Regions from separate parts of the Mus musculus genome. Here region 1 is linked to region 2. A link is a contact called in public Hi-C data. All regions are on one chromosome and are shown on one strand. The core of a region is the stretch at or near the end of the contact, and the rest is flanking DNA. Distances in the headings are between cores, read along the strand shown.

The links. A called contact is a pair of places that touch in the nucleus more often than the background predicts.
Region 1: a contact with region 2 is called in a Hi-C map of uterus, with 5 times the contacts expected there. The contact joins two enhancer-like sites. A contact is called at or near these places in 8 of 484 Hi-C or Micro-C datasets (Sertoli cells, embryonic stem cells, liver and 1 more), 1 of 115 datasets of contacts at active chromatin or transcription factors (fibro-adipogenic progenitors) and 1 of 9 other capture datasets (embryonic stem cells).

What each region holds. Positions count from the first base shown.
Region 1 is chr15:35,911,311-35,916,632 of GRCm38.p6, forward strand. Vps13b (vacuolar protein sorting 13B) reads left to right here. Exons shown (of 62, transcript NM_177151.4): 57 at 3,464-3,640. Among named protein-coding and RNA genes, the nearest start is that of Cox6c, 24 kb to the right of the region's middle. Within about 2 kb of position 3,726, at least 52 of the 459 cell types and tissues checked have an H3K27ac peak or open chromatin away from gene starts, as enhancers often do. A contact at or near this core is called in uterus, where this site is marked.
Region 2 is chr15:35,771,710-35,776,935 of GRCm38.p6, forward strand. The region is part of intron 36 of Vps13b (vacuolar protein sorting 13B); the gene reads left to right. Among named protein-coding and RNA genes, the nearest start is that of Gm41292, 110 kb to the right of the region's middle. Within about 2 kb of position 1,937, at least 15 of the 459 cell types and tissues checked have an H3K27ac peak or open chromatin away from gene starts, as enhancers often do. A contact at or near this core is called in uterus, where this site is marked.

The sequences.
Region 1 (5,322 bases), core at 2,476-4,975, 140 kb after region 2:
GGCTCCCTGTGGTACTTGACAGTCATCCTCTGTAGGGCATGTGTTCCTGACTCAGGGTCAGTCTTAGATAGAGGGTGCTAGCCTGCTCCCAAGGTGCTAACAGTTATCAGAGCAGCATCCACACTTGGCTTTGTTCAGGATGAGTTCCTGCACGAGATAACCTTGTTCTTGGTGAATGAATTCCCATAGCCTATTCAGGCTGTGGCAACAAATGACTGTATTACCATTAGTAAGAGGCCAGTAGTCATGCTACATGGGTAAGATTAAACCGTCTCCATAATGAAATACATAGAGATCAGGAACAGGTTGGCTGCACCATAGAAAAAAAAGGACAGCCTCCAGCTGAGAGCCTTAAATGACCTGTTGTTTGGATAGTTTGCACAATAATGAAGAAATTAAATGACTCCTTAGCAAGGAGCCATTTAAAAATAATGAGGAATATTTCAAACTGAATAGACATGTATATCTCTGTAAAGTACCCCAGACACTTACCCTTCTGGTACACTGACATATATCAGCTCTTTAGTCAGAGGTCAAAAGAGGAGGAGGACTCCCTGCGGTCACAGCTGACACCAAGCTAGGAAGCTGGCCTAAAGGACAGATTCCACCTGTGCCCGGGTAACCATGGCCTCCATAGGCTTTGTGCGAAACCTACTGCCTTGTTTTACTGGGACTGAGGGATCTCATGTGAACATTCTCTCTGGCCTTCTTATAGTTAGAAATCCTGTGATTGTCTCATTTTCAATATACAGCAGGAAAGAAATTTTAACACCAAAGCTGAAATTGAAATTGAAAACATTGTCACTAAAACTGAATATTACTTGAAAGAAAAGTCATTGGAGCATTGAGAAATAGAAAGGCCACGGGGAGGGTGGCTGGCAGGCCCAAAGAGAATGGACTAGCATTCCTGTAGAGAACGGATGAGGGCTAGCCAGGAGGGAGTGGGTTGTGTCCATCTCACTTAGGGCTGCATTTACCCACTGGACTCAAGGTTCCTGGCTGGGATGCTTAAAACACCATGACCTCATTTCTGGGGAAGTCTGTGGAGTCATTTGAAGAGGCTTTAAAAACCCATAACTGCTAACTAGAAATGAGTAGCTCCATTCAAAGGGAGGAATGTGGGCTTGAGAATTTCTCAAGGTTCTTGCCTACCTCCAGCTCCCACTCTCATAGACTCAGATCACCCACAAGATTTCCAAACAACTAAGCCAAAAATATGCAGATGAACCTCTGCATCCTTGGGTTCACATCTGCAGATCCAACTACTTGTAGCCTGAAAATACTGAAGAATTATGTGTGTTCTTGCCATTTATCCCTTAAATATGCAGAATAAATAGGCCAGCAAGATGGCCGCTGTCCAGTTGAGTGGGTAAGAGTGGAAGGAAAGGACTTACAAGTTGTCCCCTAGCCGCCACAGGTGTATACCTTTGCACACCCACAGCCACATAAATTAGGAGTAGTAGTAAACATTTTAAAGTCAGCAGCACGTTGGGCACAGCTTGTGCACTATACAGCAGTACACACTCAGGCAATGTCAGTGTAGTGCAGGTGGCCAAAGCTCGACGGCGAGTCTGGAACCCATGCCTGCTGGGTGCTGAGGCCACTTCACTCACCTCTGAGAAAAGAGTAAAGAGCATCCTTGTATACTCTCTGTCTTTTTGTCTAGCCTGGATGCCACCAAGTGGAATCTCCATCCACAAACAGCCCTCTGGTGGCTTCAGGCTTTACTGATCACAGATTTACTGATCAGCGGTACACCTTCCATATGGTTAGGAAGAATAGGAAAGGACTCTCAGCAGCCAGATGGGATTAAGAGTCAACGTGGGCCTTCCCCTGTATGCCCTCTATGTTCCCAGACCTGAAGGAAGCTTCACTGGAGCCTGACAGGAGACTCTTTCACATGTGTCAGGGAAACCAAGGTCTCTAAACCAGCCATCAGATGGAACCTGTGATCATTCTGGGAGATCCTCTAAGAAGAGGAATAACTTATTCCACAGGACCATTGATTGATTGATTGATTGATTGATTGATTGATTGATTGATTGAGATGGGCAGAGATCAAGTAAACTAACCTAGGTTGGAAACCCTACTCCTAAATTTTTCAGCCAGAGACTGTGAATGTCTTACTAACAAAATCTCACTTCAGTGTCCTCTGATTCCTGCCAGTAGAGATACTGTAGACACACATCAAGTGGGATTGTCATCTACCTCCTGTATCCATACAGCTCTGACCCCCAGCAGCTCAGTGGTCAGGCACACTTGCAGGGTGATGGTGGCACTGTTGGCCTTGTGCTTGGGGGATTCCATGAGCAGTGCCTTGGCCCCACGTGGCTCTTCATTTGTCAGTCCTAATGACTGACAGCCATGTTGTCACCCTAATGCTCCAGAAAAGGGCTCAACATTTATGCCAGTCCTATGCTCTCTACTTTAGGAAGCTCTCTGCTTTGATAGTGACCTGGGGACTTGGCCTCCCTCTTCGGTTGGTGACTTAACTGAGGATCTCTGTCACAGAGACTTGCTATTGAGAGAGGGAACAGTTCCCATCCTTTGCCTTACCTCACAGCCTTCCCAATAAAAAGGCCACAGTACTGAGTTTGGCATAAAGATTCCTAAAGGAAGTTGCTTTTTCAGATCTCTCCTCTCCCTGCCCCTGGTCTTTGCCTGCCCCTGGAGTCCTCTGGGCTTACAAGCCCTCAGTCCCCACCCCAGGCGGAAGGGAAAAGGCAGAAGGCTGTGAGCAAGCCACTGGAGCAGGCCAGCTCCTGGCAAGTCTGAATTTAAATAGGAAAGCAGACCCAAAGCCACGCTCCTGGGACATGGGTGGGGGAGCACTTCCCTCTCGCTAACCTAATCAGTGTGTCCCTGTCACCGATGTTTACACAGCCCAATAGGGTTGAAGGAGAGACATTTGTTTGGCTCTAGCTCCACTCTAAGAGAAGTACTCAGCTTGATAGGATTGTGAAAGATTAAAAAGAACCCTCCATCCTTGTCAAAGCTTGCATCCCTTTTGCAATACCCTATTTTAGCATCTGGCTTCTCACCACCAGGCAGCTGCTGCTGCTGCTGCTGCTGCTGCTGCTGCTGCTGCTGCCGCCGCCGCCCTGACAGATAGGGAGAAACATCTCAGTCTGTGAGCACCTGCAGCCCAGAGTGCCTGACTGAGCTGGAGGTGTTCTCTGCACATGGCTCCCTTTACAGGAGTACAGGAGGCTTGGGCACAGAAGTCATATTAAAGCCATTTGCAAGGCTGCCAGAGGAACACTGTGATTTATAAAGTATGAAAGTTCACCATTTATGAATTCACAGATATGATTTCCCATATTTTGCTCCAAAGAAGCTTATGGGTGTCATACACCCTTCGTTCTAGTGTGGAAAGGGAATTTTAGAGAAAGCAGGCCACTTTTCATGAGTGTTGAAAGTGCTGAACTCAAGGTCTCAATAACCCCTTCCCTTTGTGTTGCAGGCTGGGTGGTGGGGTCTCTGGAAATCCTCGGCAGCCCCGCCAGCTTAGTGAGAAGCATTGGGAATGGGATCTCGGACTTCTTCAGGCTTCCATATGAGGGATTGACCCGAGGCCCAGGAGCCTTCGTGAGCGGAGTCTCCAGAGGGACCACATCATTCGTCAAGCACATTTCCAAAGGTAGCGGGTGCCGGTCCTTGCAGGGCCTTGTCTTGTGTTTCAAGCGTTCATGCTGTTCAGTTTGCTCACCCAGCCTGCAGCTTCTGTTGTGTTAACTTGCTGTGAAATGCTGGGATGATAGCAAAGCTCATGTTTTAAACAAATCACTGCTTGCCTGTAGTGTTTAAAAATGTTTCAGAAACGTTCTCATTGAGAAAACACAAACTGGCTCCACTGTTATTCTATACAATAAATATAGAAATACTGACAGTGTTTGTGACCTCTGCTAAGCAGCAGGGCTCCCACACCAGTTGCCTCATCATGTTTCTAAAATGCAGATACAGTTGTCATAGCTGTCTAAGGACATGGACTCATTGTAGTGGGGAAGCTGACTGCTAAGCCAGCTTTACTCCCACTCCCTACATCCACAGTGCCATCTTGTGGTCCAGACAGGTCATCAGGCATGGAGGCTAAACTGCTTCCCACCAGGAGAATGTTTTCATTTCATCCAGTGTTTGCTCGATATTTTGGTCAGGTTGGCAGTGACCAGGGAACTAACAAGGGCCATCTGAGTCCCCTTTTCTTCTCAGCGGGAGGCAGAGAAAACAGGGCAAAGGCCTTCTTGCCCATAAAAGGCATTTTACTGTAGACAATACCATAACTCTGTTATGAGTGGGCAGGTTACTGAAGACTCTAGAAGACCTCAAAAGAAGACTTAGGCTTGAAATATGAGACTCCATGATCCATAGTGAGGGTGGGGGCTCCTGGTGGGGGGTTGGCAAGAGAGCAGCCAGAGTAATAAAAACAAATTCCATGGACAATGAAAGGGAGCCTCCCCCAGCCCCAGATCCCGGGAGGCCTGGGAGCGGACTAGAAACTCACAGATGTGTGCCTGGTGGGCTTCTCAGTCCTGCCATGGGTCCTCTGAGGTTCTGGTGTTTGTGTTTTACAATAGGACAGCAAACACCTGTTAAACTGTAGCTCAGCTTATTTAGCATCCTGACTGCTTCTTACATTTGTTCTCCCATCTTAGCAAAATCGGGGGGGGGGGGGGTTGTCTGTGTGTGTGTGTGTCTGTGTGTGTGTCTGTCTGTGTTGTGTGTTCATATGTCTCTGTGTTTATATGTCTGTGTGTGTCTGTGTTCATACATCTGTGTGTGTCTGTGATTCATGTCTGTATGTGTGTCTATGTGTTCAAGTCTGTGTGTTCATCTGTCTGAGTGTGTCTGGGTATCTTATGTGTTCAGACCACAGGTAAAAATGATAGCTTCAGAAGTGGGACCTGCCATTTCTTCTCTATTGGTGTCTTCTGGTTTTGCTGCTGAGATCCATATGTACTTGCTGGAGCAGTTGGGACTGTTGGAGCATGGGAAGTTGTCTTTTTTTAGGAAAACCAAACAGAATCATTGCCTGGGTTCCTTTGTTGACTTTTCTATCAGTCAATGTCCAGATTACCAAAACTTCATAAATCTTCTATAGCAAATAGGGTTTTTCCCTCAGAATACCAAGTGATAGAGTTTACTTTCTCCCTTTATTAAGACTGAAGTCATGACCAGGTGCGGTCACGCTTGCTGAGGAAGATCACAAGTTCAAAGCTGATGTAAGCCTGTATAAGAGAGCAGAGGAGGGCCGGGCGTGGTGACACACGCCTTTAATCTCAGTACTTGGGAGGCAGAGGCAGGCGGATTTCTGAGTTCAAGGCC
Region 2 (5,226 bases), core at 687-3,186:
CAGGCAGGAAATAACCATTTCAGTCACAGAATCTGCTACTGGGAAAGCTGAGAGGCAAGTGCAGAAGTGTCACTCTGGAACAGAAGTCTCAAGAGGAAACCATATATTTTCCCACAATCCTGTGGGAGTATGTCCTTTTCCATGGCCCTGTATGGAGGAGGGTTGTGGACTGATTTTTGTCAGTCCCTAAGCTGTGTACTAAAAAGTAATTGTCAGCTGGAGACTAATTGTAATTTAGTTCTAGAGAGCCAGTTTGAGCACAGTGGTTTGGTTTTAATTTTAATAGTTGTGTAATAATAATATTAGGCCAAAACATAGTTAATGTCCTTCCTCTCTGAAATATACGTAATCAAGCCAGCTAAAAGATCTTTTTTTTCTTCCTTTGTTGTTTTTAAAGTCAGAAATGAAAAATGAAGGGTCTAGGAGACATGAAAGATTCTCAAACACTGGACACTAGAGTGTCAGGTCCTCCGAGCCCAACCTCACACCTTTCTAAATGCTGTCCCTTAATGGTGGCAGGGAAAAATTATGTCCCAAACAGAGGAAGAGCTTTAGACCCCCATGCAGGCCAGCTCTGCTCACATCGCATTATCTCTAGATTCATTTTTAAAGATATTTAACCTTCATAATTGTTTTCATTATGATACAATTGAACATTTTTTATTTAGCCAGTCAAATGGTCTATTTTTTGTAATTTTCCCTTTTATATTAGAAAAACTGTATAACCCTCTTCTTGTATAATTATGTTCTTTTATCTTGTTAAGCACAAAAATAGATACATTCGCCTTGACTAAAAGATACTTGGTATAATTCTGCTGGTCAGTGTCCAGCAAACATCTTAAAATAGTTTTTTAGAGTCACATTAAATCAAAATTGAAGTTAGTCACTTAATTTAAAAAGATGTATTATAATGAAACTATAACAAAATCTGTTGTGTGTAAATGAGATAGGGTTGGGACAGATTCTAGTTGTGGCTAAAGGCTAGCATCTAGGGAAACTAATTGAGAGATTACTGCATAGCTCTTTTTGGTTTTGTTTTTAGTTGGGGAAGATAGGATCTCTTTCTGGATCCCAGGCTAGCTGTAAACTTGGCCTTCACACCAGGATCAAGACATACTTAAATAAAAAATAGTTGCAACTGTATTTCAAAGAAAACAGTAATTTATCATTATGAATATTAATTTCATAATGCAGTTGAATATCTTCAAATTGCATGTTTTTTCAGTTAACTTGAAATACATTCGTTTGGTTTTGGCTTGTTTTGAGATAGGATATCACCATGTAGCTCTGGTTGTCCTGGAACTCACTACCTATGTAGACCATGCTTGCCCCAGATTTAAACATCTGCCTGCCTCTGCCTCCTCAGTGCCAGGATTCAAGATGTGCCACCACACCGGACAATTTGGTATTGTCTTGATAAGTGACAAAAATAAAAAGACACACACTACCAGCAGCCATATTTTTTTGTGTAGTTTTCAAGTGGTGGTGGTCTGTATTCAAACCAATTTTTATGATGTATCTTTGAGCTCAAAGGAATGACTGTCAGATTTTTATAGGTTGACTCTAATGCAGAAAAACTTCCCCAAGTCTTTGATTTTACAGTTTCTGTCACCATTGTGAGCATCTGCAGCAGCTGCACTTCTCAAATTATTTGCTGAACCAAATTGAGCACAGTGACAAAGTAGTCATCTCCGATGGGCTATTAAACAGAGAGGAGCGGTCTGCACACAGCAGAGCATCTGTTGTGCACATGGCGTCCTATAGAAGGACGCAAGATAAAATAATTGTCAAAATTTTTTCATTAAACCCTCAACAATTTGCACTTGTTTATCTGAATCTGCATAGCTCCCCAATGAGACAACACACTTGGGGTTTCTTTGCTTCTCCCTCACTTTTCTTTGATCCTTTTTGATGTGCTGACTTTAATAAACACAGTCAAAAACACTGTGCAAGAACATCATGGAAAAAACTACAAAGGAACGGCCCAGCAACAGAGCTCTGCTAATCCCTAACTTACGCAGGCTATTTTTAGAGAAATATTTTTTTAACACTCTTTATGTGACAATGTTATATAAACAGGGAAAAGCAGTCCTTCCCAGATGAATTTTAATTTAAGAGCTGAAATAGATTTGTAATTCTAGAGGAATCCTATGTGCTAAGTAATTCTTAGAGAAACACCATTGGGAATGTGCTGTAGGCATGTTCCCTCACTTGTCAAGAAGACCAAGAAAAAAATGAGTTTGCCTAATGATTTTTTTTTATCATCTAAGCTATTAGAAACCTATGGAAAGTATGTGGGGAAAGGGAATATAAAAGCATGAAACAAGAAAGCTAATGTTTGCTGGGCAGTGGTGGCGCACACCTTTAATCCCAGCACTTGGAAGGCAGAGGCGGGCTGATTTCTGAGTTCGAGGCCAGCCTGGTCTACAGAGTGAGTTCCAGGACAGCCAGGGCTACACAGAGAAACCCTGTCTCGGAAAAACCAAAAAAAAAAAAAGAAAGAAAAAAAAGAAAGCTAATGTTTTTCCTCAAACGTTGATACATTTGTGCAACCTAGAGAGCTTTAATATTCACTTACTCGTTTTAAAAATAATATAGTAGAAATTATTAACTGAGCTTGTTAAAAGAATTCCCATTTTCATTTTGCAGAATACAATATAATACTTCTAAACTATGACTATTTCAAGGGACTTTCTATTCCTCCACTCTGCAGATGCTTGTGCAGCCATGAATCTTACAACTAACTCCTCTCTCCTAGAACACTTATGTTCTCCCATGTGTCTTAATAAAATCGCGATTGCCGTCTGATTGTAGATGTGATGCTTGTAATATAACAGGAAATCTTATGAGGGCTCTGCCAGTAACAAGAATCTAAGTTAGAGCCAGGCAGTGGTGGTTCATGCCTTTAATCCCAGCACTTGAGAGGCAGAGGCAGGCAGATTTCTGAGTTCAAGGACAGCCAGGGCTACACAGAGAAACCCTGTCTCGGGGAAAAAAAGAGAATCTAAGATAGAAATTGTATCATATATTCTGAAATATTTTAAAGTCAATAGTATTTCTTTGGTATCTATTAAATCTGTCTCATAGTATAGTATGTTCTTTAAACAGTTGCCACACAAACACACTGCCGCCAACATGGGCACACAGTGCCGATCCCTTTTGCTGTTTGAAGCATGTCATTTTGGAGACACGCAAAGTATGTAGTTATAAATTCTGAACTGACAGCGAGTCTCTTTCCACAGGAGGGTGGGGACTGAGCTTACACTTTAGCTACCCTGTCAGGGTAATTTATGGCTCTATTAAGATGGCACGCCTTAGATTTCTGCAAACAAGAGGACACAGTTTAGAGCTGTGAAATCATTGGACTTGAGCTTGCCTTGCTCCTTCTCGGAGCCAATTAACATGGCAACCTTTAAATAGACTAAGAAAAAGAGGAACACAGCTGGAACACAAAGGAAACACAAAGGAAAATAACCTGGGTGAAGCTGTTAGAAGTGGGAAACCATTGACAAGACTGAGGACTTTTCTCCCAAGCAGTGACTTGAGCTCATTGTCAAAGGAACAGTGGCTTTAATCACTTTCCCTGATCTTTCTGTAGTTAACTTGGTATATAAACTAAGAGAGAGAAAGGAAGTAAAGCCATTCTTTTCCATGAAATTACCAGTAAAACATTTATTATAACAGAAGCTAGCACTCCCTTCATGCTCTGCAAGTGAAACCAGGTCATTGGTGCAGAGTGGAGCTCCCACACTTCTGCTGTGCTGCAGTACCCTGAGAGAAGACTGTCTGCTTTGGATGCTTCAGAGATGCATGTTAGCCTGGTGGGAAGTAAAGCATGAAATTAGGTCTGACTACCTCAAATCCTGTGTTGCAGCAGTGAGCTGTTTACAGCACCCCAAAGACTCTTGCTGTTCTCAGAAAGAAATGCATCTCTTTCCAGTGTCTGAACAATGAGAAATGAATTTCTTGACAGTTAAAGTCAGGGCAGATTTAACTTTTAAGGATCCACTGATGATGGAAGCATAAATATAGCTAGTTGACAGTTATACAAACCACCAACGATCCTTAATGAATACTGGGTGTGGGCATCAAGGCCCTGTCAATTTTGACATTTTGACCAAGTAGCTTAAACCCAACACTCAAGAAAAAGTTGAATGCTCGCTGGTCTATAACATCTGGGATTTTATTTGTCATTTTGGAGTAACTGGCAAGTGCAAAAGAAAGAGTAAAGGGGGATTATCTTGACAATGAAATGAGTTACTCAATCTTGTGATAATGAAAAGCAGAAGAATTCTAATGCCTTTCTGTAGTCCCTGAGGTAGAGGTACGTTTATGATTTTTGCAGAAGTAAAATGTAGGCAGGCAGAACAGATGGCCTAGAGTCCATGAAACATAATAGCTCCCCATCCCTGGACTGAGCGCCACTATTAATCCCAGGCAGATTCTCTCCTATGACTCTATAAGAAGGTTCAAAGTCGCTACTGCTCAGCTAGTATTGCCTCTTTTTTTACTCTGAAATTACTCATGACTTATTTTGATATGTGAGAATAGTTTTCTGTGCATTCTGGTAAACTATTGAGGCATTCTCCAAAAAGTGGGAGGTCCTAAACTTTAAAATGAAATAAAAACTAATAAAAAATTTATAATTTCTCCCATAATACTTCATATTATTTCTCTAATATGGTGAAAAATAAAACCTAACAATATGAGACCCAACATTTAAATCTCTTGGTTGTGATCATTACGTGTGTGAGTAGATAAAGTATTAGACAATAATGAACAGTATCAATCCTCAAGAAAGGTCAATTTTATGTTTTATGTAGTTCTGTGTGTATGATTGGGGGGCGGTGCATATGCCACAGCACGTGTGTAGACCAGAAGACAATTCTGTGGACTTACTTCTAATGTCCCATCTTTACGGGGTTCTGGGGATCAGAATCAAATCATCAGCATGCACAGCCAGTGCCATTACGTCATCTCAGGATCCTGGGCGGGGGGCGGGGGGCGAGGGGCGGGGAGGGGGAGAATGAATGAATGAATGAATGAATGAATGGGAATGTTTAGTATGTTTAAAAACAAGTTGATTTTTTGCTATTTGGACATGTTTTGTCTTGGACATATATTGTGTTGAAATAGTTAGGCCCACATCTTTGATTTTGTAATATATATTTGTTCTGTGATTTAAAAAAAGCTATGACTATAAAATGCTTATCATTTGTCACGTAC